2 separate regions of the Anas platyrhynchos genome follow, and region 1 is linked to region 2. The links are chromatin contacts, called in public Hi-C maps. All regions are on one chromosome and are shown on one strand. Each heading gives the region's core, a stretch centred on a gene start, on an enhancer-like site or on the middle of the called end of the contact. The rest is flanking DNA. Distances are from core to core; before and after follow the strand shown.

Region 1 (7,168 bases), core at 3,802-6,301, 190 kb after region 2:
CATAAGAGAGAGAGGAGGAGAAAAAAAAAAATAACACACAACAAAACAGCAACCCTCAACCACAGGACCTCACAACATTCATGTCAGCCATAAAATACCACAGCATTGAGATACTCTGGAGAGGTGATCCAAGAACCTAATTCAATAGAAATGCGCTCGCTTGCCAGTGGGTATTAATGCTGCAACAGACAGAGCTGCTCCGGTGAACCTTTTTGATAAAAGGCCATTTGGCAAACTTCAGAAATATGCTTAAAATATATATGTATTTATTCAATAATAATAATAATAATAAAATAAATTTTTAAAAAAGGGAAAAAAAGCCATAAACCTCAGGCCTCCCTTTGTCTGAAACCAGTATTTGGGCAAACTGTGTGTAAATCAGATCTATATATAGATTAATTGCATTACAGGGCCCAGCAAGAAATGCCACAGGAATCATTTACTGCTTACAACTCACTTTTGAAAGGTGTGCGGATATCTAGCATGTCTTGCAGCCAGAGAACACCTCAAATCCTGGTGCTTTCACACTACAGAGGTCCCAGCACCTCCAAGCACACGGTCTGAGGCAGTGATGAGGCTGACCCCATGGATGGCATCACACACATCCTACAATTATGGGGTAGAAGACACCGATGCCTGGGGATATTCTGCAGCAGTTTCCACCCCTTAACCAGAAGACTCCCTTTAGCAAGCTGTCAACCAGGTGACAGTAAAAAAGGGACCAGATACTTAGGAGCACCAGCTGTTAGGAGCATCAGAATCAACACCAGAAAGTCAGGAGACCAGCCACAAAGCTGTGGGTATCTGGCAGAAAAATCTCATCTTAGTCCCTTCTTCTTGCCAGCTCCAGCCTAGAGCTGTGTCTGAGTTTGTGCCAGTGTCTACACTGCTGGAAGTTCATCAGCAGTTAAGTGCATCTGACCTCAACCCCCTGCAGTGCTTTGCATTTCCCCAGTCATGAGTCTTTATCAGCATTTTCTTCCTCAGTTATTCCTCTGTCCTAGGCGTGCTCACAGCAAACAGTCTGTAAGCAGCAGACAAAATTCAATAACCGGAATTATTAGTCACAGACTTGTCTCTGTCCCTAACATCCAGGAATCACCCTGTCCAAAAGTCTCCTCCATGGCAATGAAGCTTAGCAGACCACTCAGCTCCTGCAGCCCATGTGGAGCATCCGTGCTGCAAGCATTTGGCTTCAGTGTTTGAAGCCATCATACAAACTCCAGAGGAGGATTTTACCCTTGCTAAGTGATCTCTGCAACCTCATTCTTATCCTTTAGCAAATATGTTCACTGCTTTTACATTCTTTTTCCCTTGATCTGTCTGGAATAGCACTTGATTGACTTGATCCCCAAGAGCACTCTACTTGATTTGACTTGATCTCTGTTTTGCAGCACCTTCCCAAGACACTGAAGTGCCAGGATTCTCATATCTGTTATGAAAATTCGGATGCTGAATATCGCAAATCACCACTCCCTATTGGAAACCCTGTCTTCAGCACCTTATTATAACCCACCTCAGTTTTGAACCATTACATTGCATAATCCAGGCACACTCACCATAAGCTCTGGGTATGTTGGCCGTTCTTTGGAATTCTTCTTCAAGCTTTAATGAAAAAAAAATAATAAAAATTAAAAGTTACATTCTTTACGAAATTTAAGCAAAGCTATAAAACTGTACCATGACAAAAGCAAGGTCTGAAGTCCTTGTAGAGTGAGTTAAATTACTCATCCATGTTACGCAAACAGCTTAGGTCTTGAGGACACCCCCAGCCACCAGAACCTGCACACAGGCCCCAGCTGGCACACAGCGCTGGGTACACCAGTGCTGTGAGCACAAGGCCACAGATCCGGGGACACCCTATATACCAGTGTATACGCCCTATATACCACTGCCTGTTGCTGGGGACCAGGCACAATCAGTCTTTTGGGTATTATCTGGTAGGTCAGTGACTGAGGGAATGGACACAGCCTCCATGCTTCTGGCTGGGCATGGTGACCGGGCGGCTCCAAAGCATGTGTACACTGATTTGTTTATCACCATGCTGTTATCAGTGGGGACGGTTCCATGGGACATCCTTTTTTTCTCCTCTCCTACAACAGATGGCTCTGGAGGGTTGTAGCTGGAAGTTATTTTGGTTTCCCTCCAGCAGAAAATAGTTTTTAAAAGACAGGACGTAATCTCTACTCACTTCCTGACAGTGTATTTAGGGGAAAGACACTTGGAGCAACTTGAAAAGATTTTCACACACGTACACGTCGGTGGCGGGGAAAAGGTGTCACACTGAGCAAAACAAAAGTGAGAACCTCGGTGATGATAAGTTGCTCCTCTGCTGGGATTTGCCGGAGCCCAGAGGAAGCGGAGGACACACACTGAATAGATATTTCCTGCTTGTTGTGTGTAGCGGGCTCGTGTTTAGTGTCATGTTGTGAATGAACAGAGGAACCTAGTAACGATACGTGCCAATATTGCCGAACTGGAGGTACGGGATGTGTCACATCCTCTGAGCTCAAAAGTAGCCCAAGCTGAGATGCTAAGGTGAATTTCAAGCTTGGGCATGTCCAGAAGCACGATTTGGATATAATCCTCTTAATTTAGAAGCTCTACAAACAAAACCTTTTTTTCCGAGGTTATTAATACCAGGAAATTTGGTGACAAATTACTGAAATCCATGTAAATTTTCAGGAACAAAGCGCCGTTATTAGATCTGATGCTAGCTCAGACAGGTCACTGCAGCTTCACTGCCCCAGACAGCGGATGGTGTATTCACCCTGCGACCTCCTGCATTGCAGCTGGCCTTGATACACTGACTTGTGACCTGGTTTGGTGTCAGGAGAAATCCTCAGACTCTGACACCACAAAACCAGTGCAACACGCAGCCAAAGCTCATTCCTCTGATTCCATGCAACTCCACTGGTGTTTAGGGGTCTTCAGTGATCCTAGATGACAGGTTTTGCACAGAGAGAAACTGCCATGTACCCTCCAAAGCATAAGGTTTCAAGGTACGAGTGCTGCTCAGTAGGGTCATGATTCTCACTGCAACTACCACGAACAGCTGTGGCTATCTTAATCCTAAATCAGCCCAAGGCAATAGCTGCAAGACACCGTGTCTGCAAAAGCAAACTATGCCTCTGTTCAGTGGGGAACAACAGCCTGCCTGGCACAAACAGGCAAGTCTGCAATAACAAGCAGTGAGCCAGCAGCACAGGAGAAAGGCAGCTGGTCCAAAATCCCAGCGTGGGCCTTGCAAAAACAGTGGGCATTATGCGAGAGGGTTTTTCCAAGCCAGCTCCCACCTCTGACAGACACAGAGCAGTGTGGGCATGTGCAGGTATTCCCCAGCACGAAGCGGGAGAGAGGCGTGCAGCTGAATCCAGGGACCTCGAAAACATGTTTGGACAAGACTCTGAAGAATTTGAGCGTCAGTACTTAAAGTCCCCGGGCAGGAGTGGCTGATAATCCCCTTCCTGGGTCACAGCAGAGCCGGCCGGACTCCAGGCCCTGACACTGGCAGCTCGGGAACAGTCTCACATTTCTGTATTTGTCGATCTGCCGTCCTTTCTTGGCTACCCTGCAAACCACCAGCCACCTGCCAACTTGGCAAGCCGCGGATGGCACTGCAGCGCCTGGAAAATAAAAACGCCTCCCAGGCGGTTTCCAGGGAAGCTGGAGGGAGAAGCAGTCAGGAGCCGCGGGGCCGCTGCCAGCTCTCTTTGAACCATATGATGAGGGCAGCTGCGAGTCTCCTCGGGTGCTGGGAGAGCCTGCGCTTTCATGCAGCACTCCCAGCCTCCAGACAGCGCGCATCTGCTCCAACCCTTTTCCTACGACGCAGCCAAATCCTCCCGCTGCTTCCAGCTCCGAGTCCCAGAGAGAGCGGAGCAGCAGCCGCAGGGCCCAGCAGCGGGACAGCCACGGTCGGGGCCATCGCGGGGCGAGCTCAGCACCGGGCCTGCCCTCAGATCTGCGTCCCCCAGGAGCAGGGTGGCACGAGGGGCTGCTCAGGGCAAGGTTGCTGGAGGATGTGGCCATTCCTGGACCCTGCTCAGCTTCCCCACCCTGTCACAAACAGTACATGATATTCATATGGGGGCGAGCAGCTGAGATAAATCCTTCTTAATCCCTTCTTCCTGTACGTCCCCCAGATCACCGGGTCTGGGTCTCAAGCAGAGAAAGCCAGCCATCGTTGACCACCCCATCTATTGTCCTTGAGGGGTGGTTACTGCACAAATACCATGTCCCTGAGGGACAACAGTGAGGATGGGGACAGTGATATGGGAGGCCACCAGCACCTGTCCTCCTCATCCTCAGATGGCCAGGGCCAGAAGGGCCAGGTCCAGCAGGGCCTGGGCAGCAGGGACAAGGGGGAGGTTTACCATTGCGAGGTAAAATCGACGAACTCCGACGAAAACTTGTCTGCCGGCAGCTGTGGCGACGGCTCCTCCACCACCTGCTTGAGCTGCTGGAAGGGCGTCCCCCAGGAGTCGTAGGGAAAGCGCAGGATGGCCAGCTCGATCTGGGGAGACAGCACCCATGCCTCAGTCCCGGGGGACAGACACCCCGGGGCTCATCCTGCCACCCCATGGGATTTTGGCAGCCTGTTTAACCACCCATGTGTGTGTTTTTTTGGGCCCTGCAAAAACACGTGGAATATTTTCACCCCACCAGGCCACAGTGTCTTGCAGGAAACCTTTTGTGTTTAACCTCCCCCAGCAAACAGGGCAGGCCTGAGGACACCCGGCAGCCTCCACATCCAATCCTCCCTCCTGCCCTCCTGTTGGACATCACTGGGGAGAGGCCAGAAGTTTAAAAAACACATACTGCATAGGGTCACTGTGCTATAAAATGGCAAGGAGATGGATTCCCTCTGAACACTGCTTCTCCTGGTGTGCAGGAGATGCCGCCGATGCCCCCTCCTCTGATGGGGACTGTGCTAAGTGCGATTTGCCGGGATGTTTTTTCAGGTTTGAAATCCAACCTGCTCCACAGACAGACACAGTGCCGGACGCCTTCGCCTTAGCCCATGCTGCCATCTCCCGGCAGCCTGTGGCCACCACAGCAGGGCTGTCCCCAGCAGGGTGCCATCCCCGTGACAGCCACAGACAGAGCCTCAGGGGTGTCCCAAGGGTGGGACATCCTTGGAGACCTGTCCTGCCACGCCAACACATCAAAGCCAGCAAAGCAGCTCCATCTGCCTTCTCCTCGACCCCACAATGTGCTTACTGGTACCTTGTGGATTCGCTGTGTGCCCCTTCCAGCCCTGACACCTTCCCAGGGAACCAGTGCCACCAGTGCCAGGGGGCTACAGGGAGGAAAACGAATCCACAAACCACACCCAACACCCCAACCACACTGCCAGCCCCCAGATTGCCCTACCATCGTGATCCCCAGGCTCCAGATATCAGATTTGACGCTGTACCCCTTCTGGTTCAGCTCCGGGTTAATTCTTTCAGGCTGTGAAGAGACACAAGGGCAGTTAAGGACCAGGGATGGGCTCAGCGCGATGCCTACACCCAGGGCTCACCAACCTCAGAGGGGTCTTTCATGGGTCAGAGCCACTTAGCCCACGCTGCCAGCTCCTTCCCTTGACCATCTTGGCATCAGATCAAGCCTACATACTTGCCAGTAAGGGCAAAGTGAAATGGGTCACCAGAAGGAGATGGCACCTGCATCAGGTTTGGGGTGGTGCAGCTGACCCAGCACATCAGGCACGAAGGAGGTGACAAGCCTTGACTCTCCAGGACTGCGTTCACCCCATGCAACTACTTCACACAGAGCAAATCCAAAGGAGTGTTTTTCTCCCAAAAGAAAAGCACTGGTGTCCCCACAGGGCAAACAGCAAAAGTTCAACACGGAGTAATTACAAAGCCTTTCCCAAGGTCACGGGGAGGAGATAAGGCAGCAGAAAGCCATGCTCACAAGACCTGATTTGACCCGTGAGATCCTTCTCCTCCCTCTACCCCTTTACAAGTAACTTCAGGGATACGTCTTACAAAATGAGGCCCCGGGACATGCTGGTGGCTGATCCTTCCCCCTTTAGGATGACCCGACACCCAGGCTCATGTTCCTCTGGCTGCCCTGCAGCAGCTTTCACAAGCGGCTTCTCGGCGGCTCAACTTACAGCCATGTAGGGTTTGCATCCCGCATCCATGGTTTTAGCAACCGAGTCAACGAGGTAACCGCTAATTCCAAAATCGCACATTTTCACCTGCCCCTGTGTATTGATCAACACGTTAGAGGGCTTTACATCTGCAAGAAGGAACACATACCACAGTCACTGTCATGCATGGGCCAAGCCAAAAAAAGCCAAAGAGCTTCCTATCAGCAGAGGGCACCAAAGGTGCCCGTGCAAACCCCGGTGCTTCATATAGGACAGAAACTCAGCTGGTTGTGGCTATTGCAAGTTCAGGTGACTGCCTTGTGGGCCTGTTGGATGTCCTCCAAGTGTCCCTTCACTTGCAGGTTCCCCTCATTGATTTGTGGGGTGGAAGGGAGCCCTGCATGTAGCCACCGTGTCCTAGTGAGCTGGGGATGGCCATGGCAATCACAGTGCTCACAGGGGCACAGCTTGGAAGAGCTGGGGCCAACTCCAGGGGACGTCTGTGAGAGCCTGAAGTATCAGTGAGTCCCCAGCTGAAGCTGCTGTCTCGTCAGCACAAGGGGAAAAAACATGGGGAAAAGGATAAGAGGTGGGCAGGAAAGGGTGAAGAGCAGTGAGGATTGCAGTGGAAGGAGGGAGCAGGAAACTGAGACAAGGATCAAGATTTCAGAAGTGGCCTCTAATTTTAAGGATACCGAGCTTGCAGGCAATGAGAGCAGCAGCAGGCGTGTGGGTGCTCCACACCTTATGGAAATCAGTCCAGTGTCTCATCTATTTATTACTGCCAGATTTATCTGCTTCCCATCACGGCCTTATAATCCCTGGTGCATTTGCATCATTCTCATGAAGGCGGTTATAATCACCATCAGCAAGGGAAATTAAGGTACAGAAAGAAGTCAAAAGTGATAGCTGCCAGAGCATGCAGGGGCTTCCTGGCTAGGCTACTCCCAGATGAAATGTCAGCACAAAGCCCATTTGCTGAGCTATTTAAATGCCCGACACAGGCCACCCTTCTCTCATCTAAGGACTAAGCCTCAAAAGGGAGCAATCCTTCCCCTGTTGACACCC
Region 2 (7,322 bases), core at 1,296-3,795:
AGGGTAAGAATATCTTTGTATTTCTCTGGCTTGCAAATTTTTAGTGATGTGAGTACTGTATGGAAGCAGGAGGGCTATCAAGGGAGCAGGTATTCACAGGGTTTTCAATGCATACCCTGCTGTGGGATAGCACCAGTCAAGCCACGTACTCGCTCGGGAGCCCATGTCGTGCTTGGCCACCTTTCAAACGTTCACCTGCAGAGCCCTCTGAGCTCAGAGACGCAGGAACAAAACTTAAACCTCTTTCCCTGGAAGTTCTGAGTCTGATGAGTTGATCCTTGCAAATGGCTGTTAGCCAAAGTGTGAGGGTGGGGAGAGAGCTGCATGTGAAGATGTGTTTCTGGTCCGCTTCTCCGCTCCTGCAGCATCTTGCCCACCGACCCTTCTGGCACAGCAGCGGAGCGCTAAGCAAGCACAGAGGGAGCTTACTTTTAGGTGTTCTGTGCAAGACAAGCAAGGGGCAATGCTACCAACCCGTGTTTTTCCTAATTCCAGTACTGCTGTAAGAGAAGGGATGAAGTAGAGATCTGATTTGGCCTTTGTCACTGTGTGTGTGCCACTGTAGGTGGAAATGGGGGAAATTTCCAATGGGAAGAGATGGAAATTTTTCATCTTTTCTAAGCAAAATTAACACAAAGTATTTCTGCAACTGTCCTGCCAACCTATATACAAGTTGGTTCACCTAAGTGATTCAGCCTCCACTTTCTCAGGTGATGCCTGGCAGTTCCTGAAGGAAAGATGATGTGAAATAAGTGGGATTCAAGATCTAGAAGTGACTGAGATTACCTCTGTTAAAATCCTACATGGCTTCCCTGCATTGCAATATGCATATTGTATTTCTGTTGATGGTCTTTTTTTTTTTTTTTTATCTATCACTGTATTTTACTGCCAATCACTGTAGCCACTCTAGTGAAAACTGTGCGTTGATAAACTCAGAGGCACCTAGTTTGTGTTAACATTGCCCTGTGAATTAATTACTGCTCTCCTAACTTTCTTAGATTTTTTAGTCTATTATATTAGCTTAGATAAAAATGTCCTCAGTGTTTTCCACTGGTTTGTACCAGAACGTCAGAATTGGCCTGGACTGCGTGGCCACACGGTAAATGACAACATCAGAGTTTATTTTCTCTGCCGGAAAGCAAATAAACTTTGCTGAAAACAGAGAGTTAGATCATTGGCCATTGTGGAAGGAAAAATACAGAATACAGTAGAAAACAAGCTTGAATTTCCTGAGGAGCTAGCACTGTGCCTATTTACATCACATGCGGAACTCCATCTTGATGGCCGTGGTGCAGACTACTCCCTGATAGGAGACCGGGTGACTGGGCCGGCTGTTCCAAAGCATGTCACCTCCAACCGGGCACAGCAATTCCCTCTTCGGCTCCACAGCGGCACCCACAAAGGCCACACAACCTCTCACAGCCATGGTCTCGGCATCTTTTCTTCCTTGCTGGAGAGCCTGGCCGGGAGCTGCGCAGCCAGGGCAATCAGGGGAGTGGATCGCTGGCACAAAATGGCTGCCCAGCCCCACTCGTAACTCCCGCATGGCTGGGAAGGAGGTAGACGAATTAAATTAGCTGGCACCTTCCTAAATTTCCCTCAAAACTAAAATTGAACAGATGAGTAAAGCCATACCAAGCTCAGATTGTTGGTTAAGCTTCCTGATATTGTTTTTGACTGATTATTTGGACCGGGCCTTCAAGGCCCACCCACTAAAACACCTCTGTCATTTGAAAAATCTGTCGTCAGAGAGGAAATAATCTTCGGCAAGAAAATGCCACTGCTTCCTTTCTTTTCCTATCGTAATCTTGCGCTGCTTATTTGCTTTTCTGATGTCATTTTGTGCCTCCAGGCTAAATTTTGCCTTTCGCTTGTGCAGACACAGAGGGGAGGGAGGATTCCCCACCCACTTCTGGGCATCCTGAATTAAATTTTGGGCCGAACTGCATGTCCTGTGCTGCTTTGGCCCTTGGAAAGGATGGCCCCAGAAGGAGGCTCCCCCCGGTTTTGTGCTAGTAGATGTTGTGCCTGAGAAGGAATGAGCCATGCACTTCTTTGTAATCTCCCTAATACTTCAAAAGTTGGCTTTGATCCTCTAATATTATTTGAGCTAATGCCCAAACCTTATTAAGCAACCTTGTGACAGAGACTGGAGGGAAAAGGATTGTGCCATTTCTCATCAAGTATTAAAAAAATCAGTACAGAAATTCATGAAATGTCGAAGTTGCTGCAGCCCACGGTGACACCATGGCCTGCCGCTGGCATTGCAGGCCCTGGGACTCCAGAGGTTTCCTGGGCCTGTGCTTGCTCTTCCCACGGGAATGGGTGCTGCAGAGAGTAAGGGGCATAGGGGGGCCAGGCTGGCACAAGTCAGCTTGTTGGTGGCATAAAGCAATCCACAGAAACACACTGTCAGACCTCGGCTCACAAAAAGATGGTCTGATTACAGGAAGGCCGTGTTCTTTTGCTGAGTCCTGAGACAGGAACCGCCTTTATTCAGAGTAGCACTTAGATCTGTATTTTGCTTTGACCTAATCGCATGCTTAACTTCAGAGCTAACTGCCTACCGAGGCCACCGGTAAGGGCTCAGGCAGAGGGAACGCTCCGCACTCGAGTTCTGACTATCTTGGTTTGACAAAGGCCAGAGATCACATGTCGAGGCAATCAGTGGCAAAGAGTAAAGAGTGAGAGAGGCAGCCAGAGAGACAAAGAGATAAAGAGAATGAACAGAGGCTCGTCATGTCGCTTGTTACAGTACTGGAAGGTGCTTGTGCTCTCTGACAGAAAAGGTGACATAAAAACCTTTGCAAAATAGAGCAGAGCCGGGCACAACGGGATGGCTTTGTTCATCCTTGCTAATGGGATGGCTCCGGTGCTTAGGATCGAGTGCCAACAGCGCCAATCATTCCTGTGTGCTTTGTTAAAAAAAAAAAAAAAAAAATCCTCCAAATTTTCAGAAGTTAGAAATCACCCACCAGCTCAGCTCTCATTATTCACCACCCCTGGTTCTGGCCACCAGCACCGCCAGGTAAAGCCAGGGTGGGTGCACAATAAAGGTGAGCAGGTCTGAAAACATAAGTGAACACTGCAGAGAGCTGTTTGCTTTGCATTATTCACACTCTTCAAGCTCTGGCAAATTGCTTTTCCTCTGACCATACTGTAATTTTTTCAAGCTGAACTGGTTTGGATAGAGTAAATATCTGTTCTGAGTCCTCATTAGAAATTTCAATTGACTTTGAATCTTTTTGGAAGGTCCAGAGAGAAATAGAAGACTTTCAAGCATCTTTGTGCTTTTGGTGTCTGGAAGTGGCTTCTCTCACAGGAGAGAAAAGAAAAGAAGCAGATCTATTTGAGTAATTTAATCCGTATAAGGTAATTTACTACAAGGCAACACTTCAGCGCTCAGTGCTTTTTATTTTCCAGCACACAAGTATCCCTGACCTTGCTCTTTTCTAACCTCAGTTGGGTTTCGGCTAGCTCTGTAAGAAGAAGCCTCCCTAAGGAACAAATCTACAAGTCAAAGTCATGACTTCCTTTGCTCAAAAAAGGATCCAGAAGACTGGATCAGCTGTATGTATCTCCTCCCTTTATATGGTTAGGCTGTTCCAGCGCTTTCATCATCTCTGGTAAAATTAGCACTATAGTAATTACCCTGGGCCAAATACACAGCTGGTGAAAGTGCACATATTTCAGAGGGACGAAACTTGAGATGGAATTGGCAGGCGCTGTCCCACTTATTAATGCGAACGTAAGGAAAGTGATGGGAGTTGTTTCAGTCCCGCATCCACATGTGTAGACATATGCACTCAACATGCAATTCTGCTTTTACCTGCTAGAGCTTTGCACCCAACTTCCTGAGTATTGCCAATGCCAGCATTTCCAAAATCATCCCTCTGCATCTTTGGTACGGACCGTACCAAGGGAAGTCTGTGGGGCTTGGTCTTTGCACCAACAGCCATAGGTTTGCTGGAGGGTGTTGGGAGACAGCTTCTGGTGTGTAAAGCTGTGCAGGGCTTATGCCTCATGGGGGATTCAGCTAAAATGGGATGGTGACTATATTTGATGGTTTTACTTGGTACTTCTCCAAAAAGAAGGATAAAATGAGAGGAAAGGGAAAGAGGACCCAGTAAGGCATGGGTATTTGGCCCTCCAAAAGGAGTGGCTGCCAGTTCAGGAATGACGCTGTGCCATGCCCTCATAAATGAAAGAACTGACAAGGGAAAGGTGAATTTTTTGCCTGTGGAAAATGAGATCACTGAATAGAAGAGGTTTTAATCAGTATATGCAATGAGTAATGCAACAACTGCAATAAGGTTACCAGATTTTTTTTCTCTACTCACATCCCACCACAGGTCCCTCTGGAAACTGTGCTATTGAAATTGGTGGGGTCAGCTTTACTCAACATGAGTAAGGCCCTTGACCTGGGTGGGCAAGGAAGCTTCCCCCTAGAGTACATTTACCAGGGTCTTTTCTGATTTCTATTTGATGATCTGAAATGGGACCTACCCATTTATCCATAAGCCTTATTTTTCACACCCCACTTAGGGCATGCCTATCACAATGAAACACTTATCGGTCAAAATTTGAAAAATTAACAACACACCCAAAAGGCAACTCCACCCAGACAGTGTGCTGGACACCCAGTACGGACACTGCCCTGAGGCACAGCACAAAGTGGCAGTACTGGGGAGGCTTCGGGGCTGTCTCCTCTCTACTGCTGTTTTGTGCGATGGTCACATACAGGCTGTCAGCTCATTTTGGCACCTGGGCTAAGCAGGAATCGTGCCGAATGAACGTCAGACCAAAAATAGTTCCTGCCCTGTCAGGCGAGTCTGAGAGACACCCTGTGATCAAAGATGGGGAAACACAAGGAACAAATACAATGCCCAGTAGTCGCAGCGGACCAGCTGCCTGACAGTTGTGGAGCTTCCTACACACGCTGCTGCGAAGGAGGGTTTGAAGAAAGGATGTGAAGGAGAATGATGATATAGATGGTTCAGCAGATGTTTAATTGGAGCTACTCCCATGCGTGAGAGAACGCACGAAGCTGTTCAATGGAAAATGTGCGTTCAGAAGTGGACATGGCACTGAATATGAGATAATTATTAAGGCATTTCTATTTTGGAGTCCTTCTGTGTGTAGCTTTGCATAATAAACGTAGCGTTGCCTTTCTACACGCACACACGTTCCCTGGTCCAAACAAACAAGCAGCTCTTTGCTTCTTGTCACTGATACCTCTTGAAATAAGTATCTTTGGCCACAAATAGATCATTGCCCTATTTGAAAAGTTCCTAGTGGAGCGTGGCCAGTTTTGACTGGCTATATATACCTAAGCTGGCAAATCAAGCAACCTCTCAGCTTTTGCTTCTATATATAAAGAGGAATGATATAGAATAAATCAGCCGGACGGAGCACATGTCGTATCAGTTTTTGTACCAAAACCGTTTACTTTCTGAGTTGGATTTACTCTACTGAGCCTCACAGGGCAGCTTCGGGAAGCCTTAAAGTCCTGTTCCAGGCTTCCCTAGGATGGTCGGGCAGTACCAGGGGCTGGCTGACAACAGGGTAACGCCGCCTTTCCTCACACCCTTTAGGAACAGCCGGGACCCCACTGGGGACAGCACACCCGAACCGTTTCCACTCCAGCTGCCTCGGCAGCACCGAAAAGCGGCCCCCTGAGGCAGATCCCCAGGGTCAGGCCGCGGCTGAACGCCCGGACCCCGCCGAGCTTCTGCACCCCCGGCCCCCAGCCGCTGAGGCGAGGCCCCGGCGGGGGCCGGGAAGGGACCGGGGGGGGGGCCCCGGCGGTGGCTCCGTGGGCCCCCAGCAGGTGGCGCCCGAGGGCCCCGGCCGGAGCCGCGGCGGGAGCGGGGCCGGGCGGCTCCGGGCGCAGGTGGGCGCCGGGCCCTGGGCCCTGGGTGCTGGGCCGGGGGCTACGAGCCCGGAGCCGGCCGAGTAGGGGCGCAGAACCCCCCCAGAACTTCGTCCCAGAGCCTGGGCCCTGCAGCTCCTGGGCCCTTCTGGCACCCCGTTTGTGTACCGAGGGAAGCAGAGCGTGAAGCCTGTGCTGGCTGATGGGAGGCGATATGACGGCTGCCAACAAAGCCTAGCTTTCTAGGGAGCAACAGGAGGTCAAAAAGGAGTTATCCAGTTTTCCTTTTCCCCCCCGTGATGTCTGTCTGATTTCCCCTTAGTCGTCTCCTCAGCCCCTTGGACTGACCCCAATAAACAGTTTAAATTCACAAAGTTGCCCCGGTGTTGTGATTTTAGGCCCCATGAAAACGTGGACACACATTTTTCAGCCCAGCCTAACCCCTGAATGTTCATTTTTTCATTTATATTCACTTCTGCCGCGCTCCCTCTGGAACCTGGAACCAAAGGTGCTGTCAGTCGCCTCCCCACACAGGCCTCTGAGGCCAGCCACAGACACCAACTCTTCCTGTTTGCAGGTTCCCAGCTCAAAACCAGCAAAGATTTCAGAGCTAAAAAAAGCTTACAAACAATTTTTTCTTCCCACACAAGCACTGGTACCTGTTATTGCCTGAACTGCGAGTAACCGTGTAAATGTGACGCTTCTTCTTAGACGGGCAGCTGGAGTCAGACCTCCTGCACAGTGTTTGAGAAACAAGGGATAAACAAAGGGATATGTATTATGTCCCACATCTGAAAATCAGCCTCACATAAAATATGCACTAAATGATACATGATAATGATACATGATAATGGGGAAGGAAATGCCAGCTGCCTTAATGAATGGTGGTAGGCAAATCTGGAAAAATAAATTATATAATAATCTCTTATTATATTCCCTTTGACATAAACTAATCTTGACCCAGAACAATACTCTTACTCTCCAAGAGAAAATAACTGAGATGCAGCTATAATCACGATACAGGAGTCCAATGCAAACTGGTTTGCGTTTTCTCTTTGTTGTTACAATTTTGCTTCATCTGGTAAATTTTGTGGAGAAGACAAGAACAGAGTGAACTACTTCCAGCTACGGAAAGAAAAGCCAATTGCTGCCCTGGGTGGCTGGGAAGCAGCCGCTGAGCTTCCACCCAACGCGTTGCCTTGCTGCTGAAGATGCATGGAGTATATGCAGAGCTCTGGGCATGCAGGAGGGTGCTCGTACCTCACCTCAGCACCCAGCTCACCCAGCACCTTGCCTTGGGGTGGGCCAGGGGTTAGGTTGTTTTGCTGCTGTGATGACACGTGTTACTACTTTTGATGGGTTTCTGAGAGGCTTGCATGCCTTTTTTTTTTTTTTTTAAACTTTTTACCTTGCTCAGCTCTGCAATGGGGATGAATAAAAAGAAAACCAA

What was found. A called contact is a pair of places that touch in the nucleus more often than the background predicts.
Region 1: a contact with region 2 is called in a Hi-C map of subcutaneous adipose tissue, with 3 times the contacts expected there. The contact joins two enhancer-like sites. A contact is called at or near these places in 4 of 8 Hi-C or Micro-C datasets (liver, skeletal muscle and subcutaneous adipose tissue).

Annotation. Positions count from the first base shown.
Region 1 is chr19:2,632,985-2,640,152 of IASCAAS_PekinDuck_T2T, forward strand. It overlaps MAP2K6 (mitogen-activated protein kinase kinase 6), which reads right to left. Exons shown (of 13, transcript XM_038165340.2): 8 at 6,122-6,249; 9 at 5,377-5,454; 10 at 4,377-4,516; 11 at 1,560-1,605. Among named protein-coding and RNA genes, the nearest start is that of MAP2K6, 31 kb to the right of the region's middle. Within about 2 kb of position 5,052, at least 2 of the 8 cell types and tissues checked have an H3K27ac peak or open chromatin away from gene starts, as enhancers often do.
Region 2 is chr19:2,441,881-2,449,202 of IASCAAS_PekinDuck_T2T, forward strand. All of the region lies in intron 2 of KCNJ2 (potassium inwardly rectifying channel subfamily J member 2), which reads right to left. Among named protein-coding and RNA genes, the nearest start is that of KCNJ2, 39 kb to the right of the region's middle. Within about 2 kb of position 2,546, at least 1 of the 8 cell types and tissues checked has an H3K27ac peak or open chromatin away from gene starts, as enhancers often do.